Regions from separate parts of the Danio rerio genome. Here all the other regions are linked to region 1. Evidence: chromatin contacts called from public HiChIP or PLAC-seq and Micro-C data. All regions are on one chromosome and are shown on one strand. The core of a region is the stretch at or near the end of the contact, and the rest is flanking DNA. Distances in the headings are between cores, read along the strand shown.

Region 1 (3,768 bases), core at 330-2,829:
TCAGGTTTTGGAAATATCCAGGTGTTACTCTTTATAAAAAAAATAAAATAAAAATAAAATAAAAGGGAGGAGGGGGGGTACTAATATTGATAGTAATAATCATTATTAATAGTTGCATTAGAAGTACTGTTGGCATGACCCAGACTGTTCGATTATTGGACTATATTAACTATATATTAACTATATTTAAAATTCTGTCCGAGGCATATAATAAAGCCATCAGGCCTACTTTTGAAATGGCTGTTTTTGGAGTACTTGAACAAGATACAGTCAAGTCCAATAATTATCAAGATGCTTATGCCTCTTATGGCTCTGAGAAGTGACAAAAAAAAAAAAAAGTATAAAAACATATAATAATAACAGTTAAATAATTGTTGCTATTAGGTTAAAAAAATGTTTTGTTGTTGTTTTTTAGTAGTAGTAGTAATTTATTTATACATTTTATTTAGCAAAAATGCAAGCTGGCTTTTTTTTATTATTATATTAAACAATAATAAAATTTGAAATTAGTTGGTAATGCTTCCAGATTTATAAGAACATCCCAACAATGACTGAAGCCACAAAAATGAGACGATCCATTAAATAGAATAACCTATTTTGTCTGATTATCTTTGGGTGGCCGAAAAATTGGTGCACTCAAATATCAACAGACTTCTAGATTCCCTTTGCTGTGCATTCAATAAACAGTAAAAATCCAGAGCTTATTGTTATCAACATATTTTTTTTGCGATTCAATATAATATTGTTTATCGGTCCAGCTCTAATTTTATTAATATATTCTTTTTATTATTAGTATAGAATAGAAATAGTTATCTGCATTATTCAGTAATATAAATAAAAACAGCAAATAATCAAATATAATAATAATAATAATAATAACAACAACAACAATAATAATAGTAGCAATAATAATAATAATAATAACAATTATATATATATATATATATATATATATATATATATATATATATATATATATATATATATATATATATATATAGTATATATATTTATAATTAAAAATATTGGCAGAGATCAATTATTAAATAATTATATTATAATAATAAATACTGATAACATAAACTAATAAAAATGACCATTAAATAAAATTATTTATTATTACTGATGCAAGTACCATATTTGTATAAGTGACAACTATTATTATTATCATTATTACAATTTTTCTAAAGACCACAGACATTTCACACATACGACTCCATAAACGAGAACAATAAAAAATAATATTTCATACATCAATTATTCAAATACGTAATGTCCACAGACAGCGCAGTCTGAGTTTGAATGAGCCACACAGCAGTCCTTCATTTACATTCATTCATGAGCTCCACACCATCACACACAGCAGCGCTTTCAGAGACAAGGTCAGGGACCCTCGAGGGCTGCACTCCTCTGTGTGTTTGTGTGTATGTCTGTCTGTGTGTGTGTGAATCTGACTGCTTGTCACCCAAACATATTTGATCCTCGCTTTAATTATTTTGCCCCCTCCTCCCCATGATCATCTAGTGTCTGGCGGCCATGTTGGCTCTCCAGCAGGTCTGTGAGTGCAGCTGTCACTAGTGGAACTGCACTGACCTCTAGAGACCGAACTCTCCAGGCACAACATGGAGTTTCACTTCCCCTGACAACTCTGGCAGAGGCCCGTAAGAGTGACAGAGAGAGGAAAAACACACTCAGGTAAACTGCAGACCTGCTAGTCTCATTCATTTTCTTCACACACACACATACATACAGGAGTACACACACACACACACACACACACACACACACTTAAATCTCAGTGCACTGAAATTCACCCCTGGTCTAATACGTTTAGCATCCCTTTCACACCAATTATTGTTATCCACAGTTCATATGATATGCGTGTGTTCATGCATATTTATCTTTATAGTTTTTTATGATTTAAAACGAACAAAAATGACTTCATTTTCCTGACAGTTTTTTAGAAATAATGTTTTAAAGTGATAATTTACCCACGAAAGTAAATTTAATTAACCATTTACTCACCCTTGAGTGCCTCCAAACTGATATGTAGTGGTTTTTTTCTTTTTTTTTGGGTGAACATTCATACATTTTCTTGTCGTCTTAGTCCCTTTATTAATCCGGGGTCGCCACAGCGGAATGAACCGCCAACTTATCCAGCAAGTTTTTACGCAGCGGATGCCCTTCCAGCTGCAACCCATCTCTGGGAAACATCCACACACACATTCACACACACACACTCATACACTATGGACAATTTAGCCAATCCAATTCACCTTTACCACATGTTTTTGGACTGTGGGGGAAACCGGAGCACCCGGAGGAAACCCACGCGAAGGCAGTCGGGTGAACATAAAAGAAGACATTTCTAAAAAGTTCTGAAATCAATTTTATAGAATTACTAATAAAAAAATATACGGAAGTCAATGGCTACCAATTTCCAACAGTCTTCAAAAAAAAAATCTTCATTTGTGTTCAACAGATGAAAGAAAAACTCAAATAGGTTTGGAACATGTTTATTTGTCCAATAGGGTAACCATGTTAGTTTTCCTAAAACATGACAGTTATATAATTCCCATCCAACTTGAAAAAATATACAGTATGAGTCATGGAGAAAAGCTTCCCTCTAAAACAAAATATTTTCATACTAAATATTAATGTCAGCATGAGCCTGTTAAAATCTAAGAAATCCTGTAGTATTCTAGGAGAGATGCCAAAAAGAGTAAACATGACATATTTGGATTAGCAGGCTAATAGATATATACATGTCCATTTCCAGCCTTTTCCAACATGTAAACTCCTCCACTTGGCCCAGACAAATACCACATTTTTTAATTTTTTTTTAAAATGTTAAAGCAGTACTCCACTGTTATTATGAACCATTTTAATCAGTGTCTGCAACTAATTTTAAGTATTTAAAATTTATTTAAAGTGTACTTCATTATTTCAATGCACTTAATAATAACATAACGGTGGCTCAGTAGTTATCACTGTCACCTCTCAACAAAAAGGTTGCTGGTTCAATTCCCGGCTGGACCAGTTTCTGTGTGGAATTTGCATGTTCTCCACATGTCCACAACAGCCGCAGAGTGTATGTGTGTGTGTATGTGTGAATGAGAGCATGTATCGGTGTTTCCCAATACTGGGTTGCAACTGAAAGAGCATCCGCTGCATAAAACACATGACAGAATAGATGTCGGTTCGTTCTGCTGTGGTGACCACTAATAAATAAGGGACTAAGCCGAAGGAAAATGAATAAATGAAGGAATTCAATGATTCCATTGTCATTCAGTGTATGAGCAATGAAGATCAAAATAAAACAATAGTTTAAATCTAACCTTGTTAAATTGTATAAAATACTTACTAAAATGTATATAATAATTGATCATACTCAACTGATTCCTATTTAATGAACTCATAACCTTTGACTGAAAATTGTATAAAACCTAGTGGTGTTTGAAGGATGATGGCAAAGTATAAAGGGTTGAAATGACAATTATTTATCATTTAACAAGTAATCAAATAATAATCATTCTAAAAATGCCTGACAGCATTTCTGGTATATAAATTATTGTAGTTACAATGAATGATACTTCAGTGGGAGTCTTCTATGAAATCATACAAAATGTATAACTCTCTTCTTCATGTATAATTGATTAATGCATAGACTTCATGGTCAGTTTGCGTATTTGCTTACCAAAATATCTTGAAAAAAATCATCCTTTTAAAAGTCCTAGTCTATATGGGAACATGTGGCATCTGATTCAA
Region 2 (3,768 bases), core at 522-3,021, 940 kb before region 1:
GTGGCCCTCCAGGACCTGAGTTTGACACCTGTGTTTTAGAGGGTAGATAAAAAGTATCCTAGTAGGCCGAGTCAGACATTAGAATTATTGGTAATACAATATAGACCATTTTGATGGATGTAAACAAAAACAATGGTTCCAACATATTTTCTGTTTTACATTTTTAATTTCTATAGTTTCTGAGAATCCAAAAGGAGCCACATATTTATAAATAATGTTATGATAGCTATTTTAACATTAAGTTAGGATTGAATTGCCTCTTGTTACAGTTCTGAAATTGGCTAGTTTGATAACAAGCAGGAAATGTTCATGGGCCAATGACATGACTGCATTGAAATGGTATATGCTGCCTTTCGTGTCCAATGCTTGTACTATGGAAGCAGAAAATATAATATCTTCATAGGTTACATACCTACATACTGTTCATCATATTACTATTTGCATTTGACTCCAGTGACTACTAGGTTAGCCAGTATATTGCCTTGTTACTTTACCCACCCCGTAGATTTAGGCAACAGCAAATGTCCTAATGAAAAGACTTTGGTGTTCATACTTAAATTCTATTATTTTCTGTCTTGTGTTATACCTCAATAGATTTGTTAACTGTAGCCTAAGCAAGACTTGGTAATAAAACATGGCAACAGGGTGCTTGGAAATCTTGGCTACAGTAAAAAACAACAACAACAACAGTTTATTTAAATATGTCACAATGATACATGATTATTATTAGCTTTGCAGTTCCCTCAAAATGAATTCAAATATTCTGCTTAAACGTTTTATTATAGCCTACATTGTATGCATTTCTTTCTATTGAACACCTCTGTTCAAAGTTCAGCAGAAAGCAGTCCTACACTGGCTTCTATTAGCTTCATGCACAGACTTCTGTTGAAACACACGCAAAAGCATAATTCATAACACAAAACGAAATGAAAAGTTTTAAGTGAAACAATTTGCATCGGGATTGGATTAAATGTTAATTCGTTCCTAAACTAAGCTCCTAACAATCTACTCTCCTCCATTTTTTCCCTGTGATTATTTTTTCCACACGGATGCGCCCATTCATTAAACGAAAATTATAAACATAAAGGATATCTCGGTATTAATATTTCCTCTTTTTGTTAAAGCTCAATCAACCATAATGTCCTAATTTTTCTCTCCGAACCTCATTTCGCATTATCTCCCTAACCAAAGATGGGTGTCCCAAAAGGGATTTATTTCATTTATCGGGATTATTGAATTAAATTAAACTAGACACTTAACGCAGTAGGGGAACAGCGAGCTCGTCTACTTAAAGCTGCACTTAAGTGTGATTTAGGCAAAAGCAGTAGACTTTTTATTCGACGGGCATCTGCAGTCAACTGCTTTTGCCTAAATTATAACAATGGTCATCAGGAAAAAAGTGAGACGAGCTGAAGGTATGTTCGAAGGTAGGTAACGATTCGTGTAATTTTTCGTGTAACTTTAAATATCAGCAAGTCAACAAGAATATGAATTCAGAGAATTTTAAATTGAGCGTATTTTATAGCTTATTTGCAAAGAGCAAATAAAAAACAAGATACTGAATGTATAAAAAAATAATGTCACTAAAAATAAAATAAATTTCTAATAAAGTCTTGTGTTTCATAAAACACCCCTTTGAGAAAATTAGAAAACAAAATTAAATTCTTAATGAACTGAAAGCGTTTAATATATTCGCGGAGAAAAATACGTACCCGGCCTGGAGCCATTTAGCTCATGAACAGCAGGTGGCAGCCTTTCTCTATCATTCACTTTTCTCTCCTGGCGTGAACTTATAAACTCCTTCTCTGTGATGTTGCTTTTCCCCCCAAGCCTCAGAGCTCATGCCTGTGAAACGACTCCCTATTAAATGATTTTAAAAGGCAGCACCACGGTTATAACCATCATCTCCCCAAAGCTGATGCCACACACAACACCATGTGGCGGCTGCCGCAAACAAAGGCATGGCACTTTTCTCCCCGATCGCCACGGTTACAGCCCCAGTCCTGCCAGAGGCAATTACAGCCCAAACCAAGTGTGAGGTCGGAGAAAACCAATCACCGCTAATAAGATCAAGACCTAATGCCATACCACCCTCCAACACCTCTCTCTCTCTCTCCTACATTTCTTTCTGTGCTTCTTTTGGTGTGTTGTCGTGCATTGTGCTTGACCAAGAGCAAATAGCTATTTCACACACTCGAGAACTAAACTGCTGTTTTCACTTTAGATTTGCAGTAAATATCAATGACTATATTTATGTTCATTCAGTGAACCAAAACTTATAGTTTTGCTTCCCATGCATAGGATTTCATGATTCTGGGTCAAACATTGGCTATACGTCTAAAGAGATTTGACATTTGACATCCATAAACTGATATCCGGTTTATGTTATTAAATGAATAAATTTGTTTTTAATAGCAGGTTAGCATTACATACAGTGTGATCAGTGACGGCCAGGTTCTGAGCTTGACTGTTCCGATTCTTTATAGGGAACATTCAAAATATAATATGCGATCATATTCAGATTTAGTCAGACTCCCAAGCATGTTATCTTGAGCCGCTTTTTTTTTAGGCTGTCAGAAATATGCAGCCTGATCACAATGAAGTTCTTTTGACTCTACGGATTGCAGAACAAATGACAAGGCAAACAGTGAAGTTTGAATTTTTAAGTTTGACAATCTTTAGAGTGGATCAAAAACATATAGCAAAGCCATTTTAGTCAGATTCCCAAGCAAATTACTTTTACAAACTTGGTCTTGAATCAAAAACAAAAAGCCTGACCAGTAAAGTTTGGTATTCATTCTTTATAGCGAATCAAAAACATACAGTGAAATCAGTAAAATTTGATTCCCAAGCTTGGTTCTTCTGGTTTATTTTAGTCAAAAACATGCTGTGTGAACAGTGAAGTCATATATAATTGAAAAATATTTACAAGCTAGTTTAGTTTAGTTAGAGAAAATTCATACAGAGCGACCATCAAATCTTAAATCAGATCTTGACATTCAATTCTGTTTATTCATTCATTTTATTTCGGCTTAGTCCCTTTATTAATCTGGGGTCGCCACAGTGGAATGAACCGGCAACTTATTCAGCATATGTTTTATGCAGCAGTTGCTCTTCCAGCTGCAACCCATCTCTGGGAAACATCCATTCACACTCATACTTTACGGACAATTTAGGCAGCAATTCACATGTAACGCATGTCTTTGTACTGTGGGGAAAACCGGAGCAGGCGGAGGAAACCCACGCGAACGAGGGGAGAACATGCAAACTCCACACAGAAATGCCAACTGACCCAGCTGAGGCTCAAATCAGCGACCTTATTGCTGCGAGGCGACAGCACTACCTACTGCGCCACTGCATTGCCTCGATTCTGTTTAATGGTTTAGAAAAAAGGCAAACAGTAAGTGAAGTCTGATTTCCAAGCTTAGAACCTTATAGTACTTTATAGTCAGTTAAAAAATTCAGTAAAATCAGAACCACAATAGATTTTTTTTGCTAGTTGATGCTTTAAACAAATGAATCAACACAAAACAGTATAAACACTTAAGCCTGATTTCCAATCTAGATTCATCAGGTTCTTTATACTGTAGACCTGAAACGTTTATCATGACCAGTGAAGTTTGATTTCCAAGTTTATTCTGTTAGGAACTGGTTGTTTTTACTAAATTGAAAACAGCAAGACAAGCCTAATTCCAAACTTTACAAACTGGTCCTTTTAGTGAATCAGCATCATGCAGCTTGATGTGGGTTTCGATTCTTGAACGAAGA
Region 3 (3,768 bases), core at 870-3,369, 770 kb before region 1:
GGGGGTGGGGTGGGGTTTGGGGGGTTGGAACCGGAGCACCCGGTTCACACACAGAACTTCACACAGAAATACCAACTGACTTGAACCAGGAAACCTTCTTGCTGTCAGGTGGCTGTGCTAACCACTGAGCCACCACTGAGTTTCACACTTCATGAATTAAATGTATTGTTTGAGTTTTTGCCAGAACAACAGTACCAGTCTGTCCAACTAGCAATAGACAGAAAAAAATTGGGAAAAAATTGGAAACGTTCATATTTTTTTGCAGTTCATTGTGATGTCTCCAGCGGTGTGGAGACAGGCTGCAGCTTTAACATGTTGACCTGTGCTGCTCTTTTAGGTGGAGTTTGAGTGGCTGAGGCAGTACTGGTTCCAGGGCCGGCGTTACGCTCGATTCTGCAGCTGGTGGACTAAACCCATGGAGCAGATGGAGAAAGATTGGAAGGAAATGGAGAGAATGGTAAGAGAGTTGGAGTGAGGCCTCCAGATTTTTCGCTCAGTTCAGCGTCTGACACACAGCTTGCCAGTCGCAGTGTTTGTTTATGAAATGTTTTGGCTAATTTGATTCTGCTTTCTGCTACCACTTGTAACCTCAGCGCTGTTTAACACATTTTACATTTATTTAAATCCGCAGTTCATGTGGTGAATGTGAAACAAGTGTGCAGGTTCTGTGTGTGGCCGTCCAGACGACAAGAATGAGGGAGGCAGACAAATATGTACATGAGAGATTAGAACATTTGAATATGTAGTTTCTTTTATGATCATTTTATGTATATATAATTGAAAAAATGAAAATCCTTATCTGGAATATTATTATTATTATTGCTGTTATTATTATTATTATTATTATTATTATTATTATTATTATTATTGTTATTATTAATATTATTATTGTTATTATTATTGTTATATTATTATTATTATTATTATTATTATTATTATTATTATTATTATTATTATTATTATTATTATTATTATTGTTATTATTATTTTTGTTATTATCATTTTTATTATTATTGTTATTATTATTATTATTATTATTTTTATTATTATTATTATTATTATTATTTATTACTTTTATTATTATTATTATTATTATTATTATAGTTATTATTACTGTTATTACAATTATTATTATTATTATTATTATAATTGTTATTATTATTATTTTTAATTACTTTTATTATTATTATTATTATTATTATTAATATTATCATTATTATTCATTCATTCATTTGCTTGTCGGCTTAGTCCCTTTATTAATCCGAGGTCGCCACAGCGGAATGAATTGCCAACTTATCCAGCAAGTTTTTACGTAATGGATGCCCTTCCAGCCGCAACCCATCTCTGGGAAACATCCACAAACACATGCACACACACTCATACACAGCGGCCAATTTAGCTTACCCAATTCACCTGTATTGCATGTCTTTGGACTGTGGGTGAAACCGGAGCACCCGGAGGAAACCCACACTAACACAGAGAGAACATACAAACTCCACACAGAAAGGCCAACTGAGCCGAGGTTCGACCCAGCGACACCCCCCCCCCATTAGCAGTTGTATTAGTTAACACGTTGTACTTTTCATCCTCATATTTTAGCTGCGGTTGCTTAATGTAAGGAATATAACACAGGTGCTGTCTTTGTGGTGTCTGGGAAAGTAACCTTGAGGTATGTACTGTAGATAAACCTATCAAATGACTTTTTCCACTGAGGTTGGGAGATGTGCAGCTTGATATTTTCCGTTGTGCATTTATAGATGGCTTAAATTAATCACATCGCTGCAGTTAAGAAATAAAATGTGATTTATTTAAACCACATAATATTGTAGCTTGTAATAATTACTGGTCAAAGTTATTTTCTGCAGCCTTTAATTCAATTAAAAAAGAAAACAAGAAGGGACAAGAAGTTGTTGTTCTCGTCATAAACCTTCTGACCGCACTTGACCTCTTTAAGCAGGTCAGCATCCAGGCTTTCAGTACTGGACACACACAGTGGTTATTTACATCTAGGCCATCACAGCTGATCAGAACTGTCTGTTTGACACGTGTTTGGTCTCTATGCCTGTGTTTGTGTTCTCAGTGCTAAAGGGTCTTTCAGTAGGGGGCACTGTTGTATCATCACAGTCTGCCTGTTTCTCACTGCCCGTTTCGCTCTTTGAGCAGTAATCACATCTAATGTGCTGCTGGGGCTAAAGACAGCCTCTTGAGTGTGTGTGAGTGTGTGTGTGTGTGTGTGTGTGTGTGTGTGTGTGTGTGTGTGTGTGTGTGTGTGTGTGTGTTTGTGTGTGTGTGTGTTTGTGTGTGTGTGAGAGAGAGAGAGAGAGAGAGAGAGAGAGAGAGAGAGAGAGAGAGAGAGAGAGAAAGAGAGAGAGAAGGGGTGAGACAGTCTCAGATGAGATACCAGTTTTCCTTCTGTTTCCAGAAACAGTTTAATAGTGCTGACATTCACCTGTGTAATAGGGTATATTTTAGTTTCTGTGTATAGCATTTAGTATATATATATATATATATATATATATATATATATATATATATATATATATATATATATATATATATATATATATATATATATATATATATATATATATATATTTATTTATTTATTTATTTATTTATTTATTATTATTATTTTTTTTTAGTAATTTTTTTGGTAAAATATTTATTAGTGACAAAAGTGGACACGCACAACAATAATCCAATATCGGTATAAATTATATAAATGTGTATGATTTCCCATTATCCTTTAAACAAGTTTTGCTAAGTTGTATTAAAATATTTTCAATGTAATACTTTGTGTATTATAATAATAATAATAATAATAACAAAAAATAAATAACAACAACTATTATTATTAGTATTATTTTTATTATTATTATTATATTTTTTTGTTGTTGTTTTACAAATGTTATTCAGAAGGCCGTCAGAACATTTCACAAATATAAGGACATTTTATGTTCACTGTTTTTAAAGTAGACACTATACTTACATTTACTATGCTTTTAAAGCATATTGTGTATTTTATTGTATATTGTACAATTAAGTTGCACCGAGACCATACAGTTGAAGTCTGAATTATTAATTCCCCTGTTAATCCCCCCCCAATTTCTGCTGAATGTAGAGAAGATTTCTTCAACATATTTTTAAACATAATAGTTTTTATAACTCATCTATAATAACTGATTTCTTTTATCTTTGCCATGATGACGGTAAATAATATTTGACTTGATATTTTTCAAGATACTAGTATTCTTAAAGGGCACTTTTAAGCCTTAACTAGGTTAATTAGGTTATCTAGGCAGGTTAGGGTAATTAGGCAAGGCAGGTTAGGGTAATTACGCAAGTTATAGTATAATGAGGTTTGTTCTATAGACTATCCAACAAATATATAGCTCAAAGGGGCTAATAATTTTGACCTTAAAATCTTTTTAAAAAAATTCAAAACTGCTTTTATCCTAGCTGATATAAAACTTTCTCCAGAAGACAAAATATTATTAGACTTACTTTTACCTTGCTCTGTTAAACATCATTTGGGAAATATTTCTATTATATAAATATAAATATAATAATAATAATAAAAAATTATATATATATATATATATATATATATATATATATATATATATATATATATATATATATATATATATATATATATATATATATATATATATATATATATATATATATATATATATATATATATTATTTTACCACAAGAAAAATCTAGGAAGTTTATTTTTAATGTATCTCATTATATAATCTATT
Region 4 (3,768 bases), core at 879-3,378, 540 kb before region 1:
TCAGTGTGGGTGACATGTACCTGTGACTGTGGACTCGGAGTTTTGACTCCTGTCCTCTGCTTGTCTGCTGTACAGGGCAAGGCCATTCGCCGAAGCCTGGTTACTGAGTCCTAAGTAGTGGTTAGAGTTCAGCAAGGCGAGCTGGTGTGCGGTGAAACCCCGATTTGTCCAGCTCTGGATTTTCCCAACGGGACACGAAAGGAGTCTATGTGGAGTGATGATGGTCTGAGTGGCCGACGCAGCGGAAGTCCCGTTCATCAGAGGAGATTTTCGTGGATTGTCTGGAGTTGTGGCGGTCTCTGCCAAAGACCAGATCTTAGGTTTTGGAGCCGGAGGTGGGTTGTTTTCTGAGGGCGGAGAGTTGATAATGGCCTGGTTGATTTTGACCGGTTCGCCGTTGGCCTGTTCTAAGCTGTTGTGGTGGAGGTGATGGTGATGACTGTGATGGTGAAAGTGCTCTGCGCGGTCGCCGTGAATTTCTTTACCGTCTTTCACCATCGCTTTGAACAATCTTTGCTCCGGCCCTTGTAAATCCTCATAGCCGTCTGAAATTTCTGAGTCACTCCTGCCATCCAGTTTCAAATCAGAATGCAGTTCGTCCTGCTCGTCTAAATCGTCCTTATTCTCAATATTCTCCGTGTCGATATTCTCCAAATCGATTTCCTCCTCGTCCTCGCGTTTGTCTCCGTCATCCCCCTCGTGATCGCTGTTGTAAACATTTCCTTCCTCGTCCGTGCGACTCCGTGGGGTCCAGGTCATCTTGTTCTCCTTCTTTAGCCTCCTCCTGGCATTAGCGAACCAGGTGGACACTTGAGTGAGGGTCATTTTAGTGATGATGGCCAGCATGATCTTCTCGCCTTTGGTAGGATATGGGTTTTTCCGGTGCTCGCTTAGCCAGGCCTTAAGCGTGCTGGTGCTCTCTCTGGTGGCATTTTTGGGTCTGGAAGGGTCTCCGAACTGGTACTGACCATATGGATAAAAAGCAGGATGATGATGAGCAAATCCAGGATGCTGGACGCCCGGGCTGTCCTTTAACTCGTACTGTGCTCCCTTAAAAACACAGAACATTGATTCAACATTAGTGCAATTCCCTATCACTATAATTGGCCTGACCTGGATGTATTGTTTAAGAATATGTTAATTCTGTAAATGATTTTGATTCTATGAGAGCAATTAAAAAGAAAAAAAAATAGATAAAAAACATTGGGCTTATGAACTGTATTAAATTATTTAATAACTTGTCAATGCATTTATATAAATTATTTCACACTGACAAGATATTGCATATATCCTATATTAAAATATCAACAATTAAATGCACGTATATACACACACACACACCACACACATGATATTTTAATATGCACATCTAAAGAAGTAGACTAATAAAATAGTATAGCTATTTTAATTGATTGCAATTCATTAACATCACAATAACACGCTTTTCGCTTATTTTTGTTTTGAACAGCTATTATTTATAACTTTTTAAAACTTTTTTGTCTTTACAAAACATAAAAAAAGCAAAGTTCACAATCATTTAGCAAAACAAGCAGTCGGTAACGACTAGTACAGAAACACGAATTGAAGGATTTTGTTAGGTATTAAGCCGTGGCATATATGTTAAACATGTTTTAAACAGTTAATTTTATTTGTGCAATTATAGTAAGATTAAAAAATTACACGAAAATAAAATGATTACTCACCAGTTGGTTGAAAATGGACAGATCATTTGAATAAGGAAGAAAAGCTCCATAGCTTTGTGCGGCTGCGAAAGGTGATCCGTACATAGTAGAGAGAACATTAGAGAGCGCCCCGGACGGGCTCAGGTCTGTCCCGGCTCGGGCACTGCCTATCCCCTGCCTGTCCTGCGAGTATATGGGTCGGATGTACTGATATCCCAGCTGTGGGAAAGACATTGTTGTGGAGAAAGTCTACTGGAGTCACAAAAAGCGGCGAATCGCCCTCTTGGTGCGCACCACGATATCCACTTTACAGTGAGTACAAAGTGTCAGGGAAGTCTATATTTCCTCCGAAAGAGCCAGTGTAAACGATCCGATTGCGCTTTCCTCCCTTACTTCCCTATTGATCTGAATGGACTAAGGTCAGGTCCTTACAGATTGCTTTAGATTATTGGAACTCCTTTTTGTGATTGACATTTTTAGTCGTTCAGAAGCTCCTCCTATTTCTCAAGTCTCACCCCCACTTACACAGCCTCTCTCTTTCTCTCTCTCTCCCTCCCTCCCTCTTTCTCTCCCCCTCTCTCTCTCTCCGCTCCTGCTCTCCGTCTGGATAAGTCCTCTGACGTCGCCATCTCTTATTTGAATGAGTTTCAAATCTCATTTTATGGCTCGCCAATCATTTCATTTGTTATTTGTTCGCGGCTTCAGCCCTTTCCCATTTTTTTGTTACTTCTCAAAAATGTTGATCCACAAAATGGTAAATATTTTATTCTTGAGTCATTAAGATCTAGTGAGATCTAGTGTTTTTCATTTAGTCGCGTCTTCTTCATGCATGTGAAACGAAAAACTTCAAAGTGTAAATCGGAGAGTTCAGACAGAATTTTGTTTGCGCTGACAAAATACTGAAGGAAAACCTTGTACTGTACGAAGAGCGTTTTTAGTTCATCTTACACGGAACAAGCCAGTCGAGGTCCTCTGACGCCTTTAGTGTGTGAACCATCAAAACATTGGCATTTTACCGTTCGCCTTCTGAGTAAGTTGACAACAAACGAAAAGCTTGAAGAGCAGCACATTTATTTTTTATGTACATATTCACTAAATTACAATTTAGTGTGGTGCATTTACATTTTAACTTAATATTATTACTACTCTTATTATTATTATTATTACTATTATTATTACTATTACTATTATTATGTCATGTAAGTAATACAGTTAAACTGTCAGTCTTCTGGGCGTTTTTGATGTATTAAATTATAATCGCAAATGTTTCAATTGCATTCATGTGTAAAATCTTCTGTTCTTAAAAAACATATTTTAAGCGATTAACCTACCGGATTACTCTACAGATCGACAGATATCCACTGAAAAGATCTGATATAATCCGCACCCTTCTGTAAATAATACGGATTAAAACAAGGACGATGATCACGATTGAAATTCCTTGAATCAATATATGAAAATATGCAGGAAACATCCATAATCGTATTATGCCTCTAGTCTAGTGTCATCATATGTCTGCTAATCGTCTTCCAAACAACGGCACCGATTAGTGCTTTAACGAGTTTCATTTATTTGAATATAGGATGACTAAATCTCAATTCAGTAATGAAAGATTAGGGCAAATCAACTTCGGTTTGGATTTACTGAAGTGGTTTCCAAGAACTTAATGTTCCTCTTAAATCTACCATCTGCTTTTAAAGAGATATTGTTAAGGCATCCCATAATATCTGGAATGGCATTTGTATTGGCTCTTCGCTTATTTAGGGACTCCCAGATTTCCATGTTCTCTTTACCACGTGCCTGCTGTTTTGACGTCTAACAATGCAGGAATACGGGGGTTATTAATTAGAACAGCAGTCTGATGCCATTCAGAGCGCATGGTAATAACTACATAACCGTCAATAACACCCACACGGACCTGCAGAGCTAACAAGAGCTCTTAGCCCACCCGGCTGACCCCACAGCACTGCGCCATCTGGGACAATGCAAAGTACAGCTAACGCTCTACGTTTCAAGCAGTCTGCTTTTCCTTTCAGTCATATTTCACGTTGATTTTACCTACACACATTGGCTGTTATTTTGATGC

What was found. Hi-C and Micro-C count contacts between places; a contact is called where the count stands out from the background. HiChIP or PLAC-seq counts read pairs in DNA pulled down with a chosen protein or histone mark.
Region 2: a Micro-C map of caudal fin shows a contact between it and region 1, with 14 times the contacts expected there. The contact joins two enhancer-like sites. A contact is called at or near these places in 3 of 18 Hi-C or Micro-C datasets (caudal fin, fibroblasts and an unstated tissue) and 1 of 4 datasets of contacts at active chromatin or transcription factors (caudal fin).
Region 3: a contact with region 1 is called in a Micro-C map of caudal fin, with 4 times the contacts expected there. The contact joins two enhancer-like sites. A contact is called at or near these places in 2 of 18 Hi-C or Micro-C datasets (caudal fin and embryo) and 1 of 4 datasets of contacts at active chromatin or transcription factors (caudal fin).
Region 4: an H3K4me3 HiChIP or PLAC-seq map of embryo shows a contact between it and region 1, with 10 times the contacts expected there. The contact joins the promoter of irx3a here to the enhancer-like site in region 1. A contact is called at or near these places in 5 of 18 Hi-C or Micro-C datasets (caudal fin, embryo, hematopoietic stem cells and 1 more) and 2 of 4 datasets of contacts at active chromatin or transcription factors (caudal fin and embryo).

The regions. Positions count from the first base shown.
Region 1 is chr7:35,607,317-35,611,084 of GRCz12tu, reverse strand. No RefSeq gene overlaps it. Among named protein-coding and RNA genes, the nearest start is that of irx6a, 18 kb to the left of the region's middle. Within about 2 kb of position 1,579, at least 3 of the 62 cell types and tissues checked have an H3K27ac peak or open chromatin away from gene starts, as enhancers often do.
Region 2 is chr7:36,546,929-36,550,696 of GRCz12tu, reverse strand. It overlaps LOC141375400 (a long non-coding RNA gene), which reads left to right. Exons shown (of 2, transcript XR_012383395.1): 2 at 1-1,177. Among named protein-coding and RNA genes, the nearest start is that of aktip, 17 kb to the left of the region's middle. Within about 2 kb of position 1,771, at least 5 of the 62 cell types and tissues checked have an H3K27ac peak or open chromatin away from gene starts, as enhancers often do.
Region 3 is chr7:36,378,307-36,382,074 of GRCz12tu, reverse strand. fto (FTO alpha-ketoglutarate dependent dioxygenase) reads left to right here. Exons shown (of 10, transcript XM_001345874.9): 7 at 338-457. Among named protein-coding and RNA genes, the nearest start is that of fto, 70 kb to the left of the region's middle. Within about 2 kb of position 2,119, at least 4 of the 62 cell types and tissues checked have an H3K27ac peak or open chromatin away from gene starts, as enhancers often do.
Region 4 is chr7:36,148,885-36,152,652 of GRCz12tu, reverse strand. irx3a (iroquois homeobox 3a) reads right to left here and starts at 2,128. Exons shown (of 4, transcript NM_001320125.1): 1 at 1,704-2,128; 2 at 21-1,050. The coding sequence starts at 1,916. All of the region lies in intron 7 of LOC141375396 (a long non-coding RNA gene), which reads right to left.